Linked DNA regions of Gossypium hirsutum: region 2 is linked to region 1. The links are chromatin contacts, called in public Hi-C maps. All regions are on one chromosome and are shown on one strand. The core of a region is the stretch at or near the end of the contact, and the rest is flanking DNA. Distances in the headings are between cores, read along the strand shown.

Region 1 (6,844 bases), core at 2,534-5,033:
TTTTGAATTGTTTGTAAACATTTTCAAAGTTTTGGTAAATTTTAATATTTTTACAATTTTAATTAATATTTAATTATTAAATAATTTTGAATTTTTTATTTTATTTTTATAAATTCTACATTATATTTTAATTTCTAAAGTATTATATAGTTTTTGGGAAATTTTTAAAAATCAATCAACCACAAATTGATGTTTTCTCAATTTTGTAAAGTACTGGAGAGAGATATCAATTATTGCTACCAAAAAGAAAAAATAACGTTATTTTAGGCCCATTTGGGTCGAATTGTTTGGACCTATTTTGACTAGACTTCCAATTGGGTACATGCATATGCCTTCTATAGCTCTTAAGTCACCACCAATTGTTAGTGAATTTTAAGAATTGAAGAGTCATTTCTTTTTATATTGTAATAAATGTTAGATGAACAAGATTTCTAATCCAATGCTTCTTTTATTTAGGTTGTAAGATTACTGCAACGATGCATAGAAATCTTAACCCGGTTGAATAAAAAAAAGACATGCAAAAGTCTACGTGTCAGAACAGAAACCAGGTCACCAGGAAACCCAATCCAACATGTCAAATGCCAAGAGCAAGAATCATAGTGTACCCCATATGTCTAACAACTATTGGTTAAGACCACATCCAACTTATCCAAAGTGGAAAATCGCAGATAAGGTGCGTCTCAAACCACAACCAATCTACATCGCAGAAGTTAACACCATCAAATCAATCACCCCCCGCATCAAAACCTACACATGGCTCATTCAAATTGAAAAAACACTTTGGCGGTGGAGATGGCACAGGCAATGGCATCAATGGCTGGTTTACGTGGCTCTTCACAGGCTGTCCTGGACGGCAGCTTTCAACTCAGTGGCCAAACCCGCTTCAACATTCCTAGCAACAACAGAGTGGCTGTGGGTAGGTCTGGTTTCACTGTCAGAGCTCATCAGACACCGGCCGAGCCTGAGACTGGACGCAGAGCCATGTTGGGTCTTGTTGCTGCTGGTTTGGCCACTGGCTCCTTTGTTCAAGCTGTGCTTGCCGATGCCAGAAGCATCAAGGTTGGCCCACCTCCCCCTTCCTCTGGTGGACTGCGTAAGTCATCCATTCTTTTCAATTTATACAAATTTAATCAACATTGCTTTGTAGGCCATGGTCCATAAAGAACTTGAGAACTGGAATTTTAGCTGGAAAAATGGAATCATTATATATTTTATACATGTTCAAATTTTGTAATTTGATGATGAAATCGGCATGTCGGCAGCTGGAACTCTGAACTCTGATGAGCCAAGAGACCTTGTTCTGCCATACAAAGACAGGTTCTTCCTCCAACCACTTACTCCAGCTCAGGCAGCACAGAGAGCAAAGGAATCAGCCAAGGATATTCTGGGTGTCAAGAACTTGATTGACAAAAAAGCCTGGCCTTATGTCATGAATGATCTCCGTCTCAAGGCCGAGTATCTCCGCTATGACCTCAACACCGTCATTGCTGCCAAGCCCAAAGATGAGAAGAAAACTCTCAAGGACCTCACCAAAAAGCTCTTCAGTACCATCGATGATGTATGTTTTTGAAGTTTTGCTTTGGGTTTACCTGCATAATTGCTAGCATCATTTAACATGGTAAATTATCATGAATTTATGATATATTTTTTCCTTTTGGTTTTTCTTACAGCTTGACCATGCAGCCAAGATCAAGAGCACCCCTGAAGCAGAGAAATCTTACGCTCAGACCGTATCTAGTCTGAATGATGTTCTTGCCAAGCTGGGCTAAGAGAATGCTTAATGATATTTTGATGTAAGATAGCTTTGTTCATCGTTTGTAGAGACACTTTAATTTCTATGCTATCTGAAGGAACCTTTACCACTTAACGAAATTGAAACTTGTTTAAACTAATAACCAATCAATTTAAGATTTGTTGGTAAACAAGGCACACTTTTTGCCTAGCTTCGTTGCAGTCGGAATGTTTAGACTGAACTGTTTCCCCTTAGATTCCATTAAAGTTCACAAAAGTTGATAAGAAAATGATCCTCCAAGCTTAATTTGTAAACAAGTTATCATTCCTTAACTCATCAGTTCGTAGGCACAGGAGAAGAACCACAAATATCACTCAAAGTTGAAATTCAAGTAGAGAGAACAGGCGCATCCCAAAATCATACAATTCATTTTGATCCCAAAACAGAGCTAATATAAAATACCAACTGCAAAACAAAGATGATTATCAAAGTTTCAGTTCCAAAATTCAATTCATCATGTAACTTTGAGGTTCAATACCAAAAGCTAAAGCTGCAGATGATAGGAAATTATGAAGCAACTCAGAAAAACTAAATCACTGACTAGAAAACAGATCAATATTACCTCCACCACTAACATGAAAGTAGTTGGCTGCAAGAGGTAAAAAAACCTACTTGCTTTTAGATACTCGTTCAGACTAGATTAACTATAATGAAAGATAAAATAGCTATGGTAAAACCATGGCACTACTCTGCAGGCATTTTCAGCTTATAACGACAGAAATTATTCGTCTTAGCAAGCTTCACCAGTTCCTTTGCATCTTCAACCTTGGAGGCTTTGACCAATTCATCCACCACTCGCTGCAACAATGCAGCATCAACCAATTTCTTTCTACCAAAAATCTCCTTGCACAGCTCAATGGCAAAACTCAAATCACCCTTCTCACAAAGGAATGGAACTAACATCGTAAAAGTCAGCTTATCTGGTGCACATTCATTTTTCCCTATTTGATTATACCACTCTTTAGCTTCTTCCAATTTTCCCTCATTAACACATGCTCTAATCATATAATTGAAGGTAAACACATCAAGCTTAAGTCCTTTACTCCTCATTTCTTCAACCAAGTTAACTGCCTCTTTCATTTTCTTTTCAGTTGAAAATCCAAGCAACTTAGCATTATAACTCCTAATATCAGGCTCCACATTTTTCTCCACCATTTTACCCCATATCTTCTCCCCATCATCAAACCTTCCATTCTTAAAAAACTCATATAAAAGCGTGTTAAAAGTAATCTCATCCGGCTGCACACCCTTCTTCTCCATCTCATCAAGCATCAATCTAGCAGAATCTAAAGAACCCATCTCACAGAAAGCCTTTATAACCGTATTATAAGAAACCAAATCTGGCTCAACTGACAACCTTTCCGGCAACTCCTTGAAAAACCCATTAACCTTATCAAACTTTTTGGCATTCACGCAAGCTCCCATAAGAGCATTGAAAGACAGCAATCCTCTATTCGGCATTTCATCAAACACCTTGTAAGCTTGCTCAAACATGCCCGATTTACCATACAAATGGATTAATCTAGCACTAAAGCCTTCTTTGGAAATATCTTGGTATTTCTTCTGATCTTCTAGGACTTCTTCGATCCATTGGAAGCGCCCAGCTGAAGCAAGGCGACGAACAATATCTTCATAGATGCCGCTTCGTCTGCGGAAGCGGCTGTATTCGCAAGATTTCTTGAACTTTTCAACGAGACGCTTGAGGTCCCGCTCTTTGTAGAGATCCTCCGAGAATTTCCGAACGGAGTCGGGCTGTGGATTTGGGGTTGTGGAGAAGGCGCGGCGGAGGACGCGAGTTAGAGATGACATTTTTAGGGGTTTAAGGACGCGTGTAGCCGTACGGGTGTAGAATGAGGGGTTTAGCGTAAGAAGCTTTCGGTTTTATTGTTGGTTTTCCTTTTAGTTTAAAAAAAAACGGAATTAGATTAATATCCGGAATAAATCCGGATTCAAATTAGAATAGTTTTTGAAGAGAGACTTCACATGTGATAAATTTTTCTCAAGGGTAGAATCGAATTTGGGCCATCAATATATTATTTTTGTTTTAATATTAGTATCTATAGATACAAGTGTTCATTGATATTTTTAAATATTTTTTCACATATATATAATATAACTTTTAGTTTCTTAATAAATTATATAATATATATAGGTAAAATTAGATGTATATGCCAAATTTAAAGAAAAATTAGGGATTTAGTCTATTTTTCTCGAAAATTAAGAAAATAGGTCATTTTAAAGAGAGAGGACAAAAACATGCCTTATAAAACGCGCTTTCAAGTGACGTGGAGTAGAGAGGTTGAAAACGCGTGCGTTTTAACCATGTGGTGTCGCCCCGTCCCAAAATCGGATTTCAAAAAAAGCCTTATATAAACCATTGGATTCCCAAAGGTTAAAAAATCTCAACTGTTGATTTTCTAACCGTTGTGACCAACAACTAGTTCACAAACAGCCATTTCTTTCTCCAATAGTCATTTTCTTTTTCGTATATATACCCTGCCTATTGTTATTTCTTTTCATTTAATCTTATTCTCTCAATTCCCTTAATTCCTTTATTCTCAAATTTTCTCATTCAATTTCTTTCAAATTCTTGTTCTCTCAATTTTCTATTTTGTAATTTCTTTGATTTTATTTTATTTTCATAATTTTAAAAAATTTTAAAATGTCAATGCGTCTAATTCATTTGAATTACAAACACATTTCTGGTGTCCAATTACAAATGGTAAGAAATTATTACTATATTTGCATTTGAATTAATATAATTATTAAGTTGTTAATATTATTTTTTTAATTTTTTATGTTTATGTAATCAGGATGAATATTGGATTATCAAGACTTATGACTTACCATAAATCGTAGTGGCAATTTAAGTCCCTTTCGACACTTAACGAGCATGTTTTTTAGTTGTTTTATGTTTATTTATTGTATTTTTCAGTATTAGTAGCTTAGATCTAAATATTAGCAAAATAAATATTTTTACATATGTTTTAAGTGTTTCAACAACATGTTAGGCCAACTTGGGCCTCGGGAATGATTAATGGGTTATTTGAGTGTGTAAGGTGCCATTTTAGGCCAAAGAATACAAAGAACGATGGTCGTATTGCAACAAAAATATGTTTTGTCGCGACACAAAACTTCGAAGCCAAAAACGAAATCCTAGGACGAAACAAGATGTGCGTGTTACGGCATAGGGGTGTGCATGTCGAGACATAGCTTCTACGCTACCTAAAATTCCTGTGCATGATGACTGGGATTTTTATGGCAATTACGGGTCTTTTTCCAACCTAAAACCCTAATTAACATTATAATTGAAGTGACACTTTAGTCTATTGGATTTTTACCTAGTTTTGCCTATATAAACAACCTTGTAACCTCATTAGAAGGAGAGTTGACCTAAGGAATCGCCCTAGGGAGTTTTCATACATATTTCATACTGATACGAGTTACAAAGGCTCAATCCAAGCCCAAACAAGAAGACAAACCATGCTTACTTGAAAATCAGGCTAAATTGTCAAAGTGACCCAATTTGTAAAGTTTTATTTTTTTAAATACTTAGTTTAAATTTTTATGTAAATATTCAGTCCAAGAGGCCCAATTAAAAGCCATTGGCCGAATTTCCATTTAAAATTAAAATAATTAGGAGTTTTTTTAGTTTTAGTTTTCTAATTAGATTAGAAAAATATTTGAAAAGCCTATATAAAGGCTTGGCCAGCCACCTTGTTAGAAACTTATCAATTATATCAAAAATTTCAGATTTGTTTAAGTGCAGAATTCTCTTTGAGTTTTTCTCCAAAGATTCTCTCTTGGGTTTTCTTTAGAAGTTGTTTTAACAATCTTTTGATTGTGGGAGCCATCTTCAGCCTTCTTCTTGCCATTGATATTCTTTGGAGGGGAGATTAGAGCCGTTTGAAGGGAGTTGTGAAATCTTTCGAGATTTCAAGGCTTTTTAGGACTTTAATTTAATTCTTGCTGTTCAAGTTCTTTTATTTGTTTTTTATTGTGCCGAATCTTGATCTAATCTCTTTGTTGTTCTTTGTCGCGTTTCAGATTTGTTTAAACTCCAAGAACTCTTCGTTTAATCGATCTCTTGTTGGCAGCACATAATCGATTAAAAAAAATCCCAATTTCTAGGGTTCTTGCCATACTCTTTTTGGGTGAAATTAGATTGCCGAAATTTGGGGAAAACTATCTTGGTATTCAATTGGGCAGAATCGCAATCTCCTTTAAGGTTTCAAGAACCCTTATTAACACTTATTTCTATTCTCAATTCGACTCTTTGTTGATTTGGGGATTTTATTTCAGATCTGGAAATTCAAAGTTCTAATCTTTTAATTTTCTGTTTCGTTTCAGATCTGATTGTTTAGAGCTTTCGTAGGAGTTTCCCGTGACTTGGCAACTCGATCTTGGTCCGCACGCAACCCTATATCACATACTTTTTATATAAGTTTTCATTTTTTTTCGTTTCTTTTTAGTTTTTATTTTAGTTTTCTTATGTCCGCTTAATCAAAATTTTTCTATTCCGACATGAAGACGACTGCAAGCAGAGATTGTTTCAGAATCGCGCTTCAATTATTTATCAATAAGCATTCTTTTTTCCTTTATTTGTTTATTTTGTTATTTATCTTTCGTTAACTTGATCAACTAATGTTTGTATGAATATTGGGATAAATTCTTGTGCGTATTTTATATATTGCATGCTTTAGTTATAAAACTAATTTACTGATTAAGTAATTATTTATCTAATATTGGGTGTTTATTCAAGAGTACTTAGTAGTTTAGGGAGTGACACCTCTAGTAAAATATCGAGACAGGTGAGACCGAGAGGGTATTTTGTCGAGTATAACTTGTGCCAAACGGTGAGACTGAAAGTGTATCAGTATGTGTAAGAAGAGACCAAAAGGGCCTCTTAGATGGTAATCCTTAGCTAAAGGCGGTAAGTAACTCAGTTGAGGGTAATTAGTGATTTAATTGATAATTAGGGATTTAAATGATCATAGGCCGAGAGCTCATATCATTGACACTAGGAATAAGAAATTCAATTAGGTTAATTAA
Region 2 (7,597 bases), core at 3,158-5,657, 140 kb after region 1:
AGTAAATTTACCATTCAATTCGTATGTGGTTGAATTTTACTACTAAGCTTTGAATTCTATTACATTTTTCCACCAACTTTGATTATTTAATTAAAATTTACCACTCAATATTAATTTTGATGATTTAAAAACATAATTTAATAAGAAAAGAAATCTTTCAAAATTTTATTTTAATTATTAACAATAATTTAACTTATAAATATTAAAATTAATAAACTAAATTAGAATTTTTATTTAATGAAGGAAAAAAATTGGAAAATAAAAATACAATTATAATAAAATAAAAAGTAAGTTTATTTTTATAAAATAAATTTTAGTTAATTTTGATGTTATATTAATTAAATTATTATTTTTAAATATTAAATTAAAATATAAAATATTTGTATTAAATTTTGTCTTCAAATTGTTTTAGATTAAAATTGAATACAAAATTTCAATTAAAAAATTAACTTTAGTGGAAAAATCCAATCAAATAAAAGTAAAGCGGCAAAATTCAATATAGATTTAAAGTATAGTGGGATAATTTATCTTTAGTTCATAAGGAAAATGATAGATATAAATTAAAGTAAAGTATAGTGGTAAATTTTAATTTCCGCTTAAAGTATAGTGTCAAATTTCCATATTAACCCTTTTTATATTTATATAAAATATGTATTTGTATACTATAAATTCTATAGACGCGTATTCATATGAAAATTACATATTTAGAATAGAGGTGTACGTTTAAAAATAGCATACTATAAATATTGATGCATAATGTTTGAAACTAATAATAACAACAAATATGCACTATATACAAAATTAGAATAAAAATTTGTTTAAATTGTGCGTAAAAAGAAATTCAAATAAGTAAATATATCAAATTAAAAATATTAAATGCACTCTAATTGTTTGTCATGATAGTGTCATGTTTCTTGTGTTGACTTATGACATCAACTCAATCAACAATATTATTAAATTATAAAAATGATGTGGGTAAACAATTTTGTGTAATAATATTGAAATAGCAAAGAAAAGATTTAATAGATGGTGATGGCATGGGTTTAGATCTCATTTTATGCATTTTTTACTGGTTTTATGGAAACAATAAAAGAAAAGATAGAAGTATCGTCATAATAATATCAATTATTTTATACACAGAATGGTATTTTCATAATTTTCTTAATCGAGCTAGTGATTGGTTTGCTTGTGACACTAACTCAATCAAGGGTTTAAATATTAGCATAGATATTTCTATCATAAATTAAATTTTAGATTACAATAATGGTTAAAAAACATGCCATAAGGCCCTATACTCTTCACAAATTTGAAATTTAGTCCATGCACTTTAATTTTAGAATTTAGTCCCTTTACTTTTTAAATTTTAAAATTTAGGTCCAACTATTAACACCGTTAATATTTTTTGTTAAATTTGTTGGTGTGAAATTTGAAACAAAAAAGAATTTCGCTGGTAGCGCGTAATTAAAAAATAATGTTAACAATATTAACAATTGGACTTTTTGTAATTTTCTAATTGTTCCAAAATCTTATAAGTTGAATTAATCAAATTCAATTTTTCTCGTTCTATCTCAGAGTATCCATTCACTCGAAACTGATCCGCCTCCATTTCTACTTTTCGTAAGCGGGCCTGGGCCTTTTCCAGCCGTTCAATACCCCCCCGCGTAGTTCTTCTGAATTTCGAATAGTATTCAAGATCCTATCTTTTTGATAATCTAATAAATCACTTAATGAAAGTAGATTATCTTTCCATTCATTTTTTTTATTTCAAAAATTCCATGATCCCTTCTCGAACCAAACATGAACCTTTCGATTTATTTGGCTATCACGCTCAATTATTTCTTATTTATTGGGAATTAATTCTCAATATCTATTTGAATTTTAAATTTTAAAAAGTAAAGGAACTAAATTCCTAAAATTAAAAGTATAATGATTAATTTTTAAATTTACAAAGAGTATAGGAACTTATAACATATTTTAACCTATAAATATCCTTATTGTTTATTATGATTTGAATTTGGTTTGGTAAGATGTAATGTAATGGAATTTAAATACAATGTTAATAACAATTCTTTTAATTTGCTAACTACTTTTTTCCAGATTTCGATATATACAAATTCATTGAAATAAAAATAAGAAGTAAATAGAATATACTAAAAATAAAATATAATGATAGTAGGCTTTTAATGTTGGTGTCGAGATATCCAAATTTCATAAGGAATTGAAAGCGCATGCATAAATGTGAAAGTAACACATTCTAAAAGTTAATTCCAAAATAATAATATTTTGAAAAACGCAATTCACTTGAAAACAATAGTTAACTGGGTACTACATATTTCAAATTGACTTCACTCCGGGAACCAAACTGTATTTAGAAATTGAAAGATGGATTAAAAATCCCCAGAAAGTAATTTGACTTTATTAATGACATATTCAGATCCCAGCTTCTCCCTTCACCAGATCAATATACCCTTCTTTCTTATACAGAGCCAATGATGAATGCTTGTTTTCTCCACGCACCATAAGGCAACATCACATCATCAAAGATATAAACAAGATGATAGTCTCCAGTGGCAAGATTTTTGCTCCTAGGTTATTAGTTTTTAGGGTTTGCTATTATGAGCACTTTATTGATCATCACTCTCTTTAACTAGAAAATTGAAATGGTAAAAATCGCATGAATTGGATCATATTCTTTTTTTCTATTTATAGGAGGATAGATTGTTTGATCCCAGTGATTTGAGCAGGATATACTTCCTTTCTTATTTAATTGGATTTATTTTCTGATTTTTTATGAAAGTAAAAAAGAACATGATATTACCATTTAAAGATTAATTTAGGTTTTGATAATTGATAGAATTTCTAATAATTTTTCTGTAATAATAGAGATGAATATGACAATTGTGCAAGAAAAACGGCTTCTCACTTACCAATCTCATTAAATTGCAAGAGAAATTAGTTTTCAACCGAGTCTAAGATGTTGATTTGCCTTCTATTCGGAAACGTTAAGAGGGTTTATTATAGATTATAATTTTTTGAGTTTGGATTTCAAATTTAATTTTACATTTTAATTTAATAATTTATTTTACTTTTATACAATGCTAATTTAGCACGTCTCTGTCAAAATCAACCCATGAAGACATCAAAGTATGGAGTGGGGAGGCAACTGGAGACTTTTCAGTAAGGAGTGCCTATAAACTATTACAGAAATCTACAATAGATCCTAATGTTTATTTACAGACCAATACTAAAAATTTCTACAGGAAATTGTGGAATCTACACATGCCCTCAAAAATCAAAATTACAGTGTGGAAAATAGCGTGGAATTACATTCCCACTTTTTCCAATCTAAAGCTAAGGAGAGTGATGACTGAGAACCGATGTCGGAGGTGTGGTCAGGGAGAAGAAGACAGCACTCATGTCTTCCAAATGTGCCCTATAGTGAAAGAAATATGGAGTCACTTAAATTTTTCTTGGATACTTAACAATAGTCAGTTAGATTTGTGGAGTTGGCTTACCTGGGTATTCAGCCAAGGGACAAATGAACAGTGCAGGGGGTTTTGTTGCGGGCTCTGGTTAATCTGGACAAGCAGAAATAAGCTATTATACGAAGGCAAATCAAGCACCAGTTGGGAAATATCCAAACAAATTAAAAGTTACATTCTGGAACTAGAAGGTATTAAAGACAAGGCACTTAACTCGGAAACCAATGTGAGGCCTAGACAAAGGCTACAAAGGGCAAACCCGGCCATCTTTTTCGATGCGGCTTTTGACTCAGAAATTCAGATCTGCGTCAGGCCTAGTAGTTAAAAATGAGGAGGGTAGAATCGTTGCAGCAAAATCGATCCTTCATGACAATGTTGCATCTCCGTTTGCGGCGGAAGCATATGCAGGATATCAAGCAACAAGGTTAGGAATTCAGATGGGCTATCATATTTTAGACATAATAGGAGATTCAAAAACAGTGATAAAAAAATGCAAAAATACAAATCGAGACAAATCAGAAATAGGAGCAATCATCAGTGACATTCAAAGCCTAAAGGATTACTTTCAAGAAGTCAGATTCCAGTTCATCCCAAGAGTTGAAAACACAGAAGCCCACCGATTAGCAAAAGAAACTCTCAAGAAGGAAGAAGAACAGTACCTGGAGGGAGGGACCTTAAGCCTTCCTAGAGGAGAATCGGAGCCAAACCGCCTGGGTTCTTCAGAATAAAAGAAAAGGGGAAAAGACTTTGGTTTTCGGCATTGTGGTGAGACGTTTGGAAGAAAGGATGCCGTTTGAAAAGCAAATAAAAAAGCAAAAGATTTGAAGGGATTTGCTTTTAAATCATTTATGAAGACTAGCTGGACCGTTCGGCTGGAGAACACTTTGAAATTTCCTTTATTTTTTCTATTGTTGTTTTGTTTCGGATGGGCTAAACTGAAGATAGCCTGCCTTTGCTGCCTTCTTTTATTATTCTTAGGACTTATTTGTTGGGCTCAGCCCAATGAAGGTTTCTTGTTTCATAATTAAGTTTTAATCCAGTCGGATTTTTTCCAAAAAAAAAAAAAATCTTATAAAACATAAATTATATATATTTAATAGAGGTCTTTTATGTAAAATAATTAAAAATGTCCTTTGTTTGTAAATTTTATTATTCTATGATGTTGTACGAATTAACAAAAAAAAATGTTCATTATAATATTATATTGATAGTTGAATACTTTTTTTTATCTTTCTTCTTAAATTTACAAACCTAATATTTATATTCTAAAATATTTATTTCAAAACTCAAATATATTACACTAAATCCAAACTTAAAATAAATTAATTAACCCAAATCTCAAGTCTAAACTAAAAAGAAATTAAACTTAATACTCAAATACAATTTGTAAAAATTTAAGCCCAACCAAGATGTAATTTAATAAAAATAAGATTTTATTAAAATATTAAAATTTTAATAATATTTTATGTTTTACTAATTATAATTATAAACATCAAAATATACTAAATTACACATAACTATTAATAATGTATATTTTATTATAATCTATAACATAATAATAATTACAAATAATATTATTTCTGCATAAAACATTGTATTTTATCTCTACCGAGCATCAATCATGGTGAGTGTCACTTCATTTATAGACTTAGTTCCTCCACTAATTGATATCTCGTCGCTTTTGTGAATTTTCTTCGCTATAAATGCAGGTTGTTCTGGCGATGGAAGAGTGGTTTCGTTACTCAACATAAAAACAACTGTCAACATTGTTGGTCGATTTGTTGCACATTCTTGAACGCACAATAGCCCAATTTGAATGCACTTCAAAATTTCATCGGTAGAATATGAATCAGCTAATGAGGAGTCAACAACTTCCATGGCTTTCTCTTCTTTCCATAACTCCCAAACCTGAAATAACGTTGTTTGGATAATCATTTGAATGTCTTAATTGTTAACACTTTTACAGAATTGTACTAAAAATTTGGTTACTTACATGTCCAACCATATTCAACGACGGACTATTGGGAAAATAACTGCTGTTCTTTTTTCCAGTGATGATCTCTAACAGCAATACTCCAAAGCTATACACATCGGATTTCATTGAAAAGTGTCCATGCATTGCATATTCAGGCGACATGTAACCACTAAAATCATACGACAAAAATGAAATAGTAAGAACACGTTTGAAACCTGTAGCAGTTCTCTCGAAACTTTGCATACCGAATTCTTACTATGTTCCAACTACACGTCTGGTATCCCCTTCCATTTGGTCTCCTCCAAATATTCTAGCCATGCCGAAATCAGAAATTTTCGGATTCATTGCATCATCTAGTAATACATTGCTCGCTTTCAAATCCCTATGAATGACTCTTAACCTGGAATCATGGTGGAGATACAACATTCCTCGGGCAATCCCACAGATAATTTCCAAACGCTTTTTCCAATCCAATAGTGATCTTTTTGAGTCATCTAAAATCAAAAGTCAAAATTTAAAAGGAATCATGCATAACTTAAAACAAAAGTTGTTAGCATAAGTAATCAACAATTTGAAAGAAGCTATACCGAAAATGATAAAGTCTAAGCTTTTATTTGGTAAAAATTCATAGACTAACATCTTCTCTTCACCCTCAACGCAACATCCTAGTATCCTTACGAGATTCCTATGCTGAAGTTTTGCAATTAGCACAATTTCATTCTTAAACTCTTGTAGTCCCTGACTTGAGGAATTTGATAGTCTTTTCACTGCTATTTCTTGGCCATTTAAGAGCACACCCTGCAAATACAAAGAATTTTCCTTCAAGTACAGATAAGGAGTTTTATTGCACGTCCACATCTTTTTTTTAGAGAAAAGCTACCTTGTAGACAGGGCCAAAGCCACCTTGCCCAAGTTTATTATCAGAAGAGAAATTATTAGTGGCAGCGGCTATGGTGCCCAAATCAAAGTAGGGTAAATCTCCATTTCTTCTGCTCTCATCAATCTCTTTTTCACCTAAAGAGTCCTTGAATGAGGTAAAGCTAAAGATATTTTTGCTTTTTCTTGCTCTTCCTGCTGTCAATTCAATTGCAAATTATATCCTAATATAATTTAAACTCTATCTTATTTGGCAACGATTAAAAGTTGAATAAAAAAAGCTGGTACAGAAAATGTGAGACGTACCTCTTCTTTGCCTTCTTAGAAAGCAACGAGAAAGGGCAATTAGTATGAGAAGCACTACAGCCAAAGAAACTATTATAATCGCAAGCACTCCCCTGTTGTGAAGTAGACCTTTCTTTGTATACCGAGCTAACAAGTTGCACATATGATTGCATATGAAAGAAATCAATTAAAAATTAGAACACAGAAAACAAACAACACCACGAGAGTAAATAAAAATCTTTAAAGAGATCAATACTTTTATTTAGGATTAAAATGAAATATGGTCAAAGTTGATACTCATATAATTAATTAACAGGTGTCAAGTTATGTAAAACCAAGTTATGCACTATTAATATTTCAGTTATATCGTTATATTTTAAAATCAGCATAAATAAATGCATGTAATAATAACCCATACTTTTTCTTTCTATGGTGCACCTAATAATAACCTTCATTAATTTAGTGCTTACCTATCTCATTTTTATCCACTCGTATGTATAGGTCTTGTCCCGTATAGGTATATTTCCTCGCATCCATCAAATCTCCATGCCAAGTCAAGCAACCAATCCCTCTTCCAGTCTCTGAGTTAGCACTAGCATAAGCCATGCAAGAACAATTTCTCAAGCACTTTTCCTTGCATTGCTTCAATCCTATACTCATGTTTACAACTGCCGCAGAAGTGTCAGGCACCTTCGCATGTGGAAACTTGACGAACCCTTCTCCATTTCCACACATGGAGACACCTCGCTTCCTCACGCATCCTCCTGCCGAATCTCCTATGAACCATCCTTCGGGTGATTTGGGTTGGAATCCTGGGAAGCATGTACATTCTAAAGCACCTGCGAGATAAGGGTTACAGTAACCATTTGGCCCACAATACCCGTAAAAATCACAACGTTCCGTTGGAGCCGAATAAAAAACAATCCAACGTTGCGCTTCATTGTTCCATGTTTCTCTTTGCAAAACTCCTGTTTCCTTC

The links. Hi-C and Micro-C count contacts between places; a contact is called where the count stands out from the background.
Region 2: a Hi-C map of leaf shows a contact between it and region 1, with 1.9 times the contacts expected there. The contact joins the enhancer-like site here to the promoter of LOC107901777 in region 1. A contact is called at or near these places in 5 of 34 Hi-C or Micro-C datasets (callus, hypocotyl, leaf and 1 more).

The regions. Positions count from the first base shown.
Region 1 is chrD06:41,845,288-41,852,131 of Gossypium_hirsutum_v2.1, forward strand. LOC107901777 (pentatricopeptide repeat-containing protein At3g13160, mitochondrial) reads right to left here and starts at 3,784. Exons shown (of 1, transcript XM_016827922.2): 1 at 2,142-3,784. The coding sequence starts at 3,601. The coding sequence ends at 2,477. LOC107901779 (oxygen-evolving enhancer protein 3, chloroplastic) reads left to right here and starts at 375. Exons shown (of 3, transcript XM_016827923.2): 1 at 375-1,093; 2 at 1,263-1,558; 3 at 1,671-1,872. The coding sequence starts at 793. The coding sequence ends at 1,769.
Region 2 is chrD06:41,987,269-41,994,865 of Gossypium_hirsutum_v2.1, forward strand. It overlaps LOC107900129 (G-type lectin S-receptor-like serine/threonine-protein kinase RKS1), which reads right to left. Exons shown (of 8, transcript XM_041095878.1): 2 at 7,089-7,597; 3 at 6,640-6,765; 4 at 6,338-6,531; 5 at 6,045-6,255; 6 at 5,714-5,951; 7 at 5,476-5,626; 8 at 5,009-5,390. The coding sequence ends at 5,088. Among protein-coding and RNA genes, the nearest start is that of LOC107900129, 9.8 kb to the right of the region's middle. Within about 2 kb of position 4,408, at least 6 of the 9 cell types and tissues checked have an H3K27ac peak or open chromatin away from gene starts, as enhancers often do. A contact at or near this core is called in leaf, where this site is marked.